Linked DNA regions of Mus musculus: all the other regions are linked to region 2. The links are chromatin contacts, called in public promoter capture Hi-C maps. All regions are on one chromosome and are shown on one strand. The core of a region is the stretch at or near the end of the contact, and the rest is flanking DNA. Distances in the headings are between cores, read along the strand shown. Region 1 holds the start of Hspb11 (heat shock protein family B (small), member 11). Region 2 holds the start of Prpf38a (PRP38 pre-mRNA processing factor 38 (yeast) domain containing A). Region 3 holds the start of Tceanc2 (transcription elongation factor A (SII) N-terminal and central domain containing 2).

Evidence for each region. Promoter capture Hi-C pulls out the DNA fragments that hold promoters and counts their contacts. Capture Hi-C pulls out chosen DNA fragments and counts their contacts.
Region 1: a promoter capture Hi-C map of adipose tissue shows a contact between it and region 2, with 2.6 times the contacts expected there. The contact joins the promoter of Hspb11 here to the promoter of Prpf38a in region 2. A contact is called at or near these places in 3 of 39 promoter capture datasets (hippocampal neurons, neutrophils and pre-B cells) and 1 of 9 other capture datasets (adipose tissue).
Region 3: a contact with region 2 is called in a promoter capture Hi-C map of pre-B cells, with 4 times the contacts expected there. The contact joins the promoter of Tceanc2 here to the promoter of Prpf38a in region 2. A contact is called at or near these places in 6 of 39 promoter capture datasets (the C10 cell line, hippocampal neurons, liver and 2 more), 1 of 484 Hi-C or Micro-C datasets (CD4 T cells) and 1 of 9 other capture datasets (adipose tissue).

Annotation. Positions count from the first base shown.
Region 1 is chr4:107,251,928-107,256,752 of GRCm38.p6, forward strand. Hspb11 (heat shock protein family B (small), member 11) reads left to right here and starts at 1,976. Exons shown (of 6, transcript NM_028394.3): 1 at 1,976-2,068. Lrrc42 (leucine rich repeat containing 42) reads right to left here and starts at 1,606. Exons shown (of 8, transcript NM_029985.2): 1 at 1,348-1,606.
Region 2 is chr4:108,576,481-108,580,856 of GRCm38.p6, forward strand. Prpf38a (PRP38 pre-mRNA processing factor 38 (yeast) domain containing A) reads right to left here and starts at 2,856. Exons shown (of 10, transcript NM_172697.3): 1 at 2,505-2,856; 2 at 449-608. The coding sequence starts at 2,634. Orc1 (origin recognition complex, subunit 1) reads left to right here and starts at 2,974. Exons shown (of 17, transcript NM_011015.2): 1 at 2,974-3,095.
Region 3 is chr4:107,176,008-107,180,599 of GRCm38.p6, forward strand. Tceanc2 (transcription elongation factor A (SII) N-terminal and central domain containing 2) reads right to left here and starts at 2,359. Exons shown (of 5, transcript NM_025617.2): 1 at 2,231-2,359; 2 at 1,558-1,697. The coding sequence starts at 1,656. It overlaps Tmem59 (transmembrane protein 59), which reads left to right and starts at 2,623. Exons shown (of 8, transcript NM_029565.3): 1 at 2,623-2,910. The coding sequence starts at 2,722.

The DNA.
Region 1 (4,825 bases), core at 726-3,225, 1.3 Mb before region 2:
TGAATTCAATCACAGGTCTGTGTAATTCCAAAGCACAAGATCTTCCCACTTGTATCTCAAGAATAAAAATACAACATCAGCCTTAAAAATATTCTTAAAACACTCAAAATTAACATCACCGGCCATTTGATCTCTCTGGAACTCACAATGGCTCAAACTGGGAGTTAAGAGGGCAGGGACTATAGTAAAAAACAGTGGTCATCTGAGGAAGAGTGGGTGGAAACAGAACCAGGGCTCACTCAAGGATGAAGCGCTCCCCCTTCACTCTGCCAGGGCAGAAATCCGCCATATCCACACACCAGGAAAACATCTGTCAACCCACTACCTTCATCTCAAGACTGCAGACACCTTTGGCTCATTTGAAAATGTAGTGGTTTTTAAAGACTTTTTCTTAACATAGGAAGAAATCCGAAGAGAAAGTAGTTCCAAAGTATCTCTAACCAACTAACAATCCATCTTCATTGTTCTGTGTCACCGCCATTATTCAATTTCCCACTACTTCTTTTTTCCCTGTAACTTGCCACTTCCCTACCTGCCTTCTCCCCCAAACTGCAGAAACTCATGTCCTATCCGGGCCCATACTTTGTCCAAGAGCAAGCTAATCTCTCCCACATCTTGATAGTTTTACCCACTCTTTAGCTTTTCAAACAGAAAAAATTTCAGTCCCCCACCCCCCAAATTCTAACCTTCCCCATTCACTCCCAGATCTTCTACCCATCTTCCTCACATCCCAGACTCTCCCGTGCCCCTCAAAAGACTCAACCCCGCCTCCACCTGTCTTCTAGCGACCCGTCTCCAGCCCCCATCCTTCTCTCCCTCCTCACGAGTCTTCCTCTCACCATCGAGGTTCCTCTTAGCACCCTAGTCTCCCCATCTCTTTCCCGGTTTTGCGTCCTCAACCTTCAGATTCCCCTTTCTTCACGCCTCACTATCTCCAACTTCCCAATCCACGGCCTCAACTAGTTTCTTCCCTGCCCCCCCCCGCCCCACCCCTCCCCCTATTCCAACCCTAGCTCCTTCCCTTGGTGCACTCCTCAACCCCTTTTCTTTCCCCCTTTCCCGGCACTCCCACCCAAGCTTCTCCCCAAGTCCACCTAAGCTAAATCCGCTCCCTCTCCCGCCCAGAACCCTAAATTCTCACACACCCTCAGTCTAACCCGGGACGCCGCGGACCCCACCCTTAAGCCCACCTCAGGCACCCCTACCTCTTCATCCTCCCACCCCTCCCACCGCGAGCTCTACCTCGTCCCTAGGGCCTTTCCCCTCCCCCAGCCCCTCACACTCCGCCCCCGCACCCACGCGCTGCCTGAGGCTCGGCGAGCGGCCCGGCCCGCGGCCGCCACCTACCTGTGCCCCTGCCCGGGGCAGCGAGCGGCTGCACCTCACTGGCGGCTCCTTCCTCCACTGAGCGGCTGACCGGGAAGCGGCTCGGCAACCTAGGCCACAAAGCCCGTGAGGGTGGGACACACACAGAGGGTGGCAAGAGGGAGGGGCTGGGGGCGACCTGGCGCCGCGGGACTGAGGTACCAGCAGGGAGGGGTGGGGGGGGAAAAGAACTCGGCTGGGTAGGCGCGCGTGCGCGGGGCCGGCATGAGGGGCGTGGTCTGATCTGGAGTGGGCGGGGCATGTGGCGGGGCGGGGCCGGGAGTGGGTTGGGACAGCCGAGCTGAGAAAGCCGGGCGGTCGCAGGAAGGGTGAAAGGGGCGGGGCGGGGCCGTGCGTGTGCGTGCCCGCGCGAGGGCATGTCCCCCGAGATCTCTTGGAGGCCCCCCCACCTCCCCGAGGCAATGCAATGTAAAGGTAGTCCTGAGGAAAGACGCGCAAGTGAGGTGGCGCTTCTAGGCGGAGCCCCTGCCAGGAGAGGGCGGGGCGGGGCTGCGCAGGGCGCGCGCCTGGGAACTCCTCTGAGGCTGAGGCGGGGCGGGAGCGAAGCGAAGCGAGGCGGGGCGGGGCCAGGGCCGGGCGGGGCGTGACGGGCGGGGATCGCGAGCGGACCCGGTCCTTTCGCGGAGCTACCCAAGGCCCAGGCGAGCGGGTCCGTGCAGCACGGTGGGCGGGCACCGAAGAGGTGGGAGCCCGGTGGCGAGGCCGGCGGAGGGTTGCGGGCGGGAAGGAACCGGTTGTGAGGAGACGCGCGGCGGGTGACCGCGGGTGGAGCAGCGATGTCGCTGGGAGAGAACAGAGTGATTAGGGCCTGGCCTCTCTCTAGGCCCCCCTCCCCAAGAACTTTTAGTGCCCTGAAATGATGCTTTGACCCTCAGAAGGAAGAACAATTACAAATGACAGTTAATATGCCAAACGTAACACATTATCAGCACGGTCCAACCTCAAACAGGAATAATATTTAAAGTCAATGTGGGTGCATTTACGTTATTTGAAATTATTTGAGTCTTGGAGGTGAGAGGACTGTGTCCGGGCTGCCATTATGGGAGAAAGAGAATGACCGGTTTTAAATTTACACCAGAGCTACCAGTGGATGCTGTAGGAAAGGATTTGGGGCAGGCAGATGTAAGAGCACACAGACCCAAAGGTGCTGGTCAAGGAGAAAATCAACCCAGGACGTGACCCAGAGGTTTTCTGAAAGAAGTACCAGAAAGGGCTACACTGTATATTTAAAGAGAAAATCAATGGCCCTGGGAAAGGGTAGGGAATCCACCGTCCCTGTCTGTAAAACCCAGAAGGATGGATGGTGTCCTAGAGCCTACTACCACTTTGGTAGAGAGTCCCTGAGGGTATTCATCCTCGCTTAGATCAAGCATTGCCTCTCAAACCTCCATCTTGGAGCTGTGTGGAAACATGTCTGCTGGGTGGTTTTATGGGTTTCTTGGGATTGGTTTGCCTCTTTCTCATTAACTGCAACAAAACCTTAATGAAAGCCAAATCTCTGCCCCTGGTTTTAAAGAACAGATATTGGTAGTTCAGGTATATTCATTTTTTATTAAAGTGCTTTATATTCACTGTATTAAAGTGCTTGTTTGCTTTTTCCTTAGATCATTTAAGAATAAGGTAAAAAAAAACCTGAAAATTTGAAGAGAACACACTGTATCTTATTCATCTACTATATACATAGATATGAGAACATTTCCCTAGATGGTAACTCTTTTATTTATTTTGGTTTTTTGAGAGCAGGTCTATTCTAGCCCAGGAAAACCTTAAACTCACTTCTAATCCTCCAGCCTTGACCTACACAGTATATGGGGCATCACCCCTGACTTGTAATTTTTTTGAAAATGTATTATGCTCCCTTATACATTATTTATCCACATGAGATATATATCCTGTATTTACCTGTTTTGAGACATTCACACCAATTTTGATAGTAAAACTAGAAAATATAAAAACACCACAATTTTGTCAACCTTTTGCAGGGGATGTACATCTTTAATGTATGCATAACTGGAGGGGGCACTGGAAGTTTTAAAAAATGTTTATTACATTTATTCATTTGGAGGAGCATGCTTATGAGTTGGTTTTTTTTTTTTTTAATCTGCCCCGAACAGTATGGACCTTAATCATGTCTTTGAGAGGTTCTGAACTGAGCACCGTACTCTAGGTGTGAATCACATTGTTAGCACCCAGCCACTAGTTGTGTGTGTGTGTGTGTGTGTGTGTGTGTGTGTGTGTGATCAGCTTGCTGTATCAGCATTATAAGTGCCTGGGCCCTTAGTACCCGTGGACCCCTTACTGATGGAATGTGCTACCTCTTTAACTTCTTAAGTTGCGTTTTTATTGGCTGTTGGGTATCAGGCCTGGGGCCCATGCCTGCCCAGTGTCACTTTCCCATTGTCTACACCTTCAGCCTAACTTTTAGTAAATCTAAAATAATACTTTTTTTTTTTTTAAATAACACTTTTAAATTTTACCTTTGGGCCAGTCTTGTCTTAGTCTTGTCTTATGTTGATTTTTGTCATGGACTAAACAAGTTAAATTTTAATACATCTAGATCAAGGGTCATAAAAGGCCAAACAATATTTTAGGCTTTATAGTCTGTGACAGCTACTCAGTTCTGCCATACAAAGGCAGCCATAGACAATATGTAAATTGATGGATATAACCTTGTGCCAATGAAACTGTTCTATCTTGTTCACTTTCTCTCCCTTTCTTTTTGCCTCTCTCCCTCTCCTTCATTGAACCCAGGGTCATGAACATGCTAAGCACAGGCTATACAACTGTATTATACGCCCCTGCCCCTCCAGCATTTCTTTTGAGGGCCAGTTCTATTACTTAGCATATAAGCTGACATCTCAGCTTTGTCATGTCTACAGAATTGATAAGCACACTTCTTATGCCCATATTTAACAATGATGTTATTTCAAATACCTTTATTTAATTCTGCTCCCCGCTTCCTTTGACAATAGGATCTTATTCTGTAGCTGAGGATGGCCTGGAGTTTACTATGTAGCCCAGGCTCCCTGCCCACTTGTGATAATCTTGCTTTTAGTCTCCTACATGCTTTGATTATAGATCTGTACCACTATGCCAAGCCACATAAGTTTTGGATGGGATTATAGCTCAACAGTAGATCATGTGCCTAGCATTCTGAAAGCCCTGGGTTTAGTTCTTAGCGCTATAAAAATAAATTCAAATTTTAAGAAGTGCCGAATAGTACATGTTCATTTTGTTTTGCTAATAATCATTCTCTGAGTGTAGCTATTCAAAGAGCTATAAGTAATTGTTGAAGTATTGTCTGTTATTCAGCCTATATTTTCCTGGCCCAAAGTGTATCTTGAAAATATTTGTTAAAATTTTCAGAAACAAACATGTTCCTAATTGGTAGAAACTCCAAGGAGGAAAAAAAGAAAGTTACTTTGGTATAATTTGATAG
Region 2 (4,376 bases), core at 1,606-4,105:
TACCTGCCTCCTACACCTGCCTCTGCATTCCTAGAGAATAGATAATATGAAACAGCTAATTACGTTTACCCTACATTGATAGGCTTTAAATAATTAAAGAAATTCTATGGGGTCACAGTCAATAGGTAACAAAGTCTAAATAAGATACAGAACTAACCTTTCAACTAACATCTTATGTTGTATGACTCCCACATCTGATGGCTACCAACATATGGCTTTGATGAGAATCTGTGTGTATGTGTGTATGTATGCATATGTACAAATACTATGTGTGTATACTTATTTAATTTGTGAAATCTGTTTGGGGGAAGGGGGAGTTAGGTCTATGTTACCACAGCAAACAAAATACAAGTTCAAGGGCAAAAGCGTGTGGAAATGAAACACAACAGTCCTATTAACAAAGCCAATTCTGAACCACTAGAAGTGTTGTACTTGTTAACATACTCACTTGAAATCTTCATTTTTTATGAACTCAACAATGATATCCTTCTCAGGTTGAATCTGAAGCATTTTCAAGGTTAAACACAAAAAAGGAGTTGGCTTTATGTTTCCACCATACACACCACCAACGAACTTTAACTCCATGGCTTTGTCCACTACAAGTTCAGCTGAAACAGCCAAAAACAAAGTGACATACATCTTAGACATATTAAAGGCTTTAGTTTTTCTTGGCCTTAGTTTTTCTTGGTTGGAAGGTTAAATAGCTAAAGGTTTAGAGTTCCTAAATAGTCAATAAGAATTTAATATTAAGAGAACAAGAGCTTATTAATAACAGCCTTAAAAAGGAAAAAAACAAAAAACCCTGAGCATGGTGATGATTGCTCAGTCCCAGCACTCAGGAGGCAGAGGTAAGCAGATCTCTGGGTCTGAGGCAGCCTAGTCTGCAGAGTGAGTTTTAGAACAGCCAGGGCTACATATGCCTGGAACTACAGCACTACAGAGAGAGACAGACCCCTCGTCCCAGTCTCCATTAATTGTTTAGTCCATCAAGGAAGGGTGGGACTCATGAGTCCTCAATCTTTATACAACAAATTATGAGGGAAAAGTCCTCTTATTACTACCAGATGCTGGTCTGGGGTGGTGTACAACTTTAATGCCGGAACTCGGGAGACAGAGGCAGGCACATCTCTGTGAGTTCAGGGCCAGCCTGGTCTACAGAGTGAGTTCCTGGACAGCCAGGGCCAGGACTACACAGAGAAACCCTGTCTAAAACAAAACAAAAAAACAAATAATCATTGTCCTGGCTTCCAGCTAAGGATAATGAGAACAAAAAAGAGCTTAAGTGATTTTACATGCTCAAGAACCACAGCCAGAGTCACACCAGGTGAAGCTGAACAAAGCTACGACAGCTGACAGAGAGCCACTCTAAAAAACTTAGGAGCCAGCGAGGTGGCTCATGCCTTTAATCCTAGGGACCAGAAGGGGAAGGCAGATGAATCTCTGTGTGTTCAAGAGAGTTCCAGGCCATCCAAGGCCCCCTGTCTCAGGGGAAAAAAACAACAACAAAAAAACCCCAAAACAAAACAGAAACCTAAAGGACTAGGGGAAGCAGGTCAAAAATGAAACTACTGACCCATTTAAGAACAGCAAGAATTTTATTATAGGAATGGTGAAGTTCCTTGAACATCTTCAAGCTGCATTAAAGGAACCCTTATCTGGTCCCTGAGATAAACAATCTAGGACCCAGCAGACTATCAATAAATAAATAAACAAATAAATTAATTAATTTAAAAAAATGGAATGGCTCAAAAAAAAAAAAAAAAAACTAAAGAAATCCTTCAGCATCAAGAAAGACCGGTCAAGCCGGGTGTAGTGGCGCACACCTTTAATCCCAGCACTCGAAGGCAGAGGCAGGTGGATTTCTGAGTTCGAGGCCAGCCTGGTCTACAAAGTGAGTTCCAGGACAGCAAGGGCTATAGAGAAACCCTGTCTCGAAAAACAAAACAAAAAAAAGAAAGACCGGTCAAGCAGGACGTGGTGGCGCACGCCTTTAATCCCAGCACTTGGGAGGCAGAGGCAGAGGCAGGCGGATTTCTGAGTTCGAGTTCGAGGACAGCCTGGTCTACAAAGTGAGTTCCAGGACATAGGACAGCCAGGGCTACAGAGAAACCCTGTCTCGGAGCCCACCCCCCCCCCCCCCCAAAGAAAGAAAGAAAGAAAGAAAGAAAGAAAGAAGGAAAGACCGGTGAGCCCTGCGGTGCTGGTGTATTCCTTGAATTCCAGCACTCGGGAGACAGAGGCAGTTCGAAGCCAGCAGTTCTCCAGGACAGCCAGGGCTATTACAGAGAAACCCTGTCTCGGAAAACGGAAAAGAAAAAAGAGAAAAGAGAAAAAGATCGTGTCAGATTTGTCTGTGTCCCGTCTAGTACAAGTCCAGGCACAGAGCAGTTTATATGAATAGTTGACATACTCTTCCAGTATCACCCCCAAAGGGTCCGTCCTTCCTCACTCAGACAGAAGAAACCACCCGTAAGCCGAGACGCGGGCTGCGCGCTGTCGCTCACCTGTAAGTCCAAAACACTCTTCTTTCCAGTACTTTGATTCATAGATTCGCGTCCGGATGATCTTCTCCACCAGATACTGAGGGTTGGTGCCATGGATGCTGTGGGCATCCTTCACTGTACGGTTCGCCATTTTAGAACTCTTTCAATTCTATTTCCGTCGGCTTGCTTAATACGTCACATTCAGTATTTATTTAAAAGAAGGGAAAAAAAAAAAAGGACTACCGGAGGCTAGGGAAACATTAAGGAATCCCTTGCGACCGCGGAAAGCCACCAGCTTCGTACCGGAAGCTGTGGCGTAGAACTCTTTCGCCGGAATACGCACACCCCGCACCAGAGAGGGCCCAAGCAAATTGGCGGAAGTACGTCATGAACCCCCGGGAGGGCGTGGCGAGTGTCCGAAACGCCAATCAGAATCACACTGTGGGCGGGGTTTCGGTTAGTGGCGCGAAAAGTTTTCTCCTGTGCCTTCAGTTCTTAGTCAGCTGAGAGCTGGGACTACGTGTTGTAGCCGTGGTCTCCCGGAGGAGCCAGACCTGGACGAGCGAGCGTCCCCCAGCTACTCCAGTGCCTGGACTGCAAAGCGTCGGCGAGGTGAGTGCGGGTCGTTGTCCACGGACTGCATACACGTGCACCTAGGGCCGTCGGTGCCGGCACCGCTCGCAAGCCTGTAAACCTTCTCGCCTCCCCGGAGCTCCAGGAACACTTCCTGCACTGAAGGAGACCTCGGAGAAGCGGGTGGCGCCGGCCCTCGGTGGGGAGCCTAAGGCTTTGGCTCTCCGCGTGCACTGCTTCTGAAAAGCACTCGCAACCTTTCCTCTGGAACCGCGGAGCTGGTGTTGCTCTCCGCTTTACTGGTGATTCCGCCCAGAGACAGACTTTCTCTAAGTCACTTTCTGGGACTTTGGCGTCTCCTCTCCACATGGCTTGCCCTTAAGTGAGCTTTCATCTCCAATCACTGGAGAAAACATCTAATGGCTCGTATTCTACTTTCTTGGGTCTAGCCTTCTCTTAACAATTGGAGAAATTGGGAGTTCTAAGCTTTGAGCTGTGAGATTCCTGTCACGAGGTCTTTTTAGTTTTCCATAGAAGTCGAATAATCGTAATTATTTTCTACTGTAATGGTTTTTAGACATTTTTCTGTGTAGAGCCGGCTGTCCTGTAGCTTGCTCAGAACCAGGCTGGTCTCGAATTTAGAGACTGCCTCTGCCTCAGGCCCTAGAATTAATGGCATGCACCACCACACCCTGTTTTTTCAGAATTAGATTGGGGAAGGTGCGGGAGGGGGGTTCAAAACAGAGTTTCTCTCTGTAGCCCCGTTTGTCCTGGAACACTTATAGACACACATCTCAGCCCCCTCTCCTGAGAGGCTCCTCCAGACTGTTGTTGCTAATCCTTCCTATAGACAAGTTGTTCCTCTGGCTTCAGGATGAAGTTCTGGGGACAAGTCAAACTTCTTGGAATCCATTGTTTCAATAGTTGGCTACAGTAGGATGGGCATTGGTTTATCATACCGTATTTTCTCTTAGTCTGATTATCTTAGAACAGTGCTTAGCACACAGGCCTCAAATAATATTGGTTGAATAAAAAGAGATACTATTTTTCCATTTTGTGGATTAGGAAATGGGTCCGGTGGACCTGCCACTCTGATTGGGAAGCTGTATATATTACTGTATATAATAAGCTGCCAGAAGTAAATACTATTTTCACAGGTGATACGATGATACATAAGGTAAGGTAGCTTATTGGTATCTGACTGTTCAGACTTAACTTGTACAAAGATAACATCTCCCTTTCATTAGCAAATATTTATTATTGAGCATCTTCTATGAATTTACATTGTTCTGGGGTTACTTTAAAGATTTAAATGAGGTA
Region 3 (4,592 bases), core at 1,109-3,608, 1.4 Mb before region 2:
GGCTACCGGTGTGCTTGACTGATTATTTGTAAATAGTCCTTGCCCCTTCCTAACTAGTTAAAATCAAGCTTAGTTCCCGCAAGCAAACAGCACATTTAAGTCTCTGTGGTCCAGGGTGGGCCTGTGGAGCCATGAGTCATGAAGCCCTGTGCTACAATTCTGGCCAAAACACTACATATAAGGTGTCGGACCACTATAAAGCATCACCATTCACACTGCACTAGGTCTGTCTAGAGCAGTGGCTCCCAACCTTCCTAATCCTTTAATACAGTTCCTCATGCTGGGTTGATCTCCATAAATAATAACCATAAAGTTATTTTCATTGCTACTTCATTACTGCAATTTTGCTACTGGTATGATTGTAAATACATAAATATCTGTCTTTTCCCAATAGTCTTAGGTAACCCCTGTGAAAGGGTCATTTTACCCACTGGTATATAGAATCCTACTTAAAAAATTAATATACCTGAGAAAAACTTTTCGGATGGAGAGATGATGGCTCAGGGGTGGTTGAGAGCAGGTGTTGCTGTCGGTGTTCTGAGTCTCACAGGTCATTTGGAGAAAGAGAGACACTGCAGGACATATTAAGGCCTTGCTGGCAGGAGGAGGTCCAGCCTCTGTGGACCGAACCACAAAAAGCCATGCAAAAGCAAAAACAACAGGGCTGGAGAGATGTTTTGTGAAGGAAAACATCACACCCCTGCAAGTTTAGCCTTTATAGTGTACTGTTTGCAATGCTCAATAATGCAGGATGTTCTAAGTGTCCCAGAATTGTCTTGTGACCAAAGGCTGTACAGCTCCTTCAGAAAAACAAGTCTATAGCTAACAGAAAACAATCGCTGTCAGCTTGATTTCTTAAAGGTCCAAGTACTTCTAGAACACAGCCACTCATTCTGATGTTTACCCTAGACAGAGTGAACAACAGCTATTTCATCCTAATGTTTTCCCTAGATCCAATGATTCTACTAGAATTCCTGCCACATACTGCTCTTGCAGAGGACTTTAGTTCAGTTTCCAGGACCTCAAATTTCTACTTTAGGTAGTGCACAATCACTATCACTACAGCTCCAAAGAGAGCCAAAGCCACTAGTGACCATATCCACACACAGACACAGACACACATAAGAATAAATCTTGGCCAGGAATAGTAGCACAAGCCTTTAATTCCAGCTCTTGAGAGGTTGAGGCAGGGGGATTTCTGAGTTCTAGGTCAGCTTGGTCTACAGGTGAGTTCCAGGACAGTCAGGGCTACACAGTGAAACCCTGTCTTGAAAACCAAAATAAATAAATAAAAATTCATCTTAAAAAGAAAAAACTTAACAAAGGGGGGTAGTGATCCTGTCAGCTAGCAACCATACCCTAAAGCCAGAATTGGATTAATTCAGGGTAGCAGAGGTACAGGAACTGATAAAAGTCTGTACAGGGTATGTAAGAAAGAAAAATGGTCCCTGAAGGGTGCTTAACAAAAAGTCATGATTCCCTACAATGGAACCTGTTGGCCCTATCTCTTTATGACAGTCCTGTGCACATTTTCTCTGACCCCACATTCCTTCTCACCTTCAACGACTCAATCGTGGCTTGCTTGTAAACCTTTTCTCCGAGTTTCTTCTTCGGGCTATTCTGGATCCTAGGCGTTCGAATGACGAATTTATCCATTGCTGGGGGCTCCGCCTACCTTCAGGTGCTTGAGGAGTATTCTATTCAAGAAACAGGGTGAAACTTTATTAAGGTTGAGATGTGTATTCCCAGAAGTGACACGACTGGATTTTCTAAACACGTCTGAATTATGAAGGCTTTTGGATGGTATTTACAGGAAATAAGACTTCTTCTCGAAAGAGGAAATCTCTTCTGAAACTATAATTAAGTTTACTTCCTGGGTTAAGTTCCTAAGATCCAGAGGGGCATGCTAGGGAGGGAGTTGGATTCCACTACCCGGGGTAATGGGGTGACTTCTGAAATCCTTTTCCAGTTCAGGTTGAGTTGTGATGAAGTTAGGGTTCCACTGGGCTCAGTGAACCCCTCTTTACACCCACTCCGCGGCAGCCCCAATCCTAAGAATTACTCTAAGGCCCACAACAACCATCTCCAGACCCCGGCGCAATACAGAAGCTGCTTCAGAAACCAGTGTTGTGTGTCAGAGAATCCCAACCCTTCCACGAGCAAGGCCTTGGCCCCAGCACTAGGAGGCCTGGAAAGGGCTTATCCAATCAGAGCTCGACGTGAGACCCACCGGGAAAATCAGCCTGCCTACGCTGTTTGGTCTCTTGACTCCTCGGGACCTCCACCCGGGCCGCGCGTTGTAACTATTTGTACACTTCTTCCGGGGCCCAGTTCCTCGCTGGTGACCCGCAGGAACTACACTTCCCAGAACGCACTGCGAGGCGTGCGGAAGCTGTGGTTGAGGGAAGCAACACCCCTCAGCTCGCTCCAAGCCGCCGAGAACTACTGGCCCCAGTCGGCCTGGCACGGAGAAAGGGGCAGGCGCGGCTCTGAGCCCAAGGCTGAGATGGTCGGCCGGGTCCCCAAGCCCGCCCACGAGAGGTTTTCCGTCCCAGAGACCGGCCAGGAGGCAGCCGATTGGGCGGACCGGGGCGGGGCCGAGGAGCTCTCGGAGGCGGAAGCGCGGGCCGGAGGGGCGGGGAAAGGGGCTGGCCCGGAAGAAGGAGAAAGCCTGAAAAGAAAACAGCAACAATTCGAGCTGCTGTGACAGAGGGGAACAAGATGGCGGCGCCAAAGGGGAAGCTTTGGGTCCAGGCCCAACTGGGGCTCCCGCCGCTGCTGCTGTTGACTATGGCGCTGGCCGGAGGCTCGGGGACTGCAGCGGCCGAAGCCTTTGACTCGGTCCTGGGAGACACAGCGTCCTGTCACCGGGCCTGTCAGCTGACCTACCCCTTGCACACCTACCCGAAGGTAGGCAGGGCCCATCCGTCCCGAGTTCCCCTCATCCCTCGGTGCCCCAGCTCGCGTCGTTCCACCTCGGGGTCAGCGCCGGGGCCCTAGTGGTGAAGCTGTGCTTCAGCCGCTGCCCACTCGGTGCAGCTGCAGTTTTCCTTGCTCCTGCGGAAATTGCCGGAAGTTTGTGCTGCAGGTCTCGGCGATAGGCTGGGGGTTGGGGGGGGGGACACAAATGTGCGGAATCGGCGAGCCCTTGGGAGCCCGCGGGACCGCCAGGGAGGCGATCGCTTGCTAGGGTAGATGGAGGATGAACGCGAGGTCCTGACCTAACTAGCAGCGCGGGGGTGGGGAGGATGGCGCGGACGCAGGCGTGCACAAAATAGTGCCTTCCAGTCTGGGTTGATGGCGCGCCTCTCTGGGACGAAGCGCGTTGTGTTCCCCGAGTCGGAGAAAGCTTGACAATTCCTTTGCGGTCTGAAGTGTGAAGTCAGCCTCAGTAGTTACCAGACACCGTGGAAGGGAGGACTTCCTGTCTGTGTTGAGTGTGTGTGAGACGCTGCCGCAAGGGACTGGATGCCTTTGTGAGGCGGCGGTTGGGGGGGGGGGGGTCTGTCTTCAAAAAACAATAAAGTAAAATAAACGTCACTCAGTGCAGAAGATAAGGAATCGTGGAGTGGATCAGGAAATTCTACTGTCCTACGGAAAACCTATACTGTGTAGCTAGAGGAGAGACCGATCCCTAACCCTGGTCCCTGCCCGCAGCCGCTGCCTAGCCTTTAATTCTGCCTTCTTAAGTTGTTTTCCAGTTTCTTATGAATTCTGTTTACTCAACATTCTAAATTGCTTGGTGGTTCTCCCCACTCATTTTCCATATATAATTAGGGTTTATGCCCCTCCCCACCTGGCTTTGTAAGGGCTTTCGCTGATGCGCGTGGTTTTTTTTTTTTTTTTTTTTGGCCTTGTCTTCTGTATGCTATTTGCTTAACCATTGTGGCTCTCCCTCTTTGCCTTCTAAAGGTACAAAGTGACTAGAATGGCAGTCCCAGTGACTTTAGAATGTTCCATATTGACAAGTGCTTTCCTGTCTTTGATATTAAAAAGTGTAAATTCTGTACCTTCAAGCATTTTGTCCCCCTTACCCATCTGAGGGTCATCAATTACAAGCAAAACATAAACGGCGCCACAAGATTGTACTGAGATTAGCCTTAAATTTTCTTTCTTTTGGTTTTTCGAGACAGGGTTTCTCTGTGTAGCCCTGGCTGTCCTGGAACTCACTCTGTAGACCAGGCTGGCCTCAAACTCAGAAATCCTCCTGCCTCTGCCTCCCAAGTGCAGGGATTAAAGGCTTGCAGCACCGGCTAGCCTTAAAATTTCTAAGTTAGAAATTAATAAATAGTTGGGAGAAATGAAGAGCTGGGATGGTCATGGACACCTGTAAATTACAGCCTGCTGGAGGCTGAGGTCAGGGGTCACGGGTGTAAGGCTTGCCTTGCTCACCTCAGGGAGTAAGAGGAATTCTTTAGATGTCAGTCAGTAAAGCTTGCATCATCAAAAGATTCTACCCGAACCAATTGGCCAAGAATTAGGCTGAGGTTTGCTTTATGTTATGTTAATGTTTGGTTCCCTCTTTTAAGGCTTTCCTAGGAAATTTGTAGAGTAAGACAGAATACTGGGGACATAAATAATTTGAAAGATAC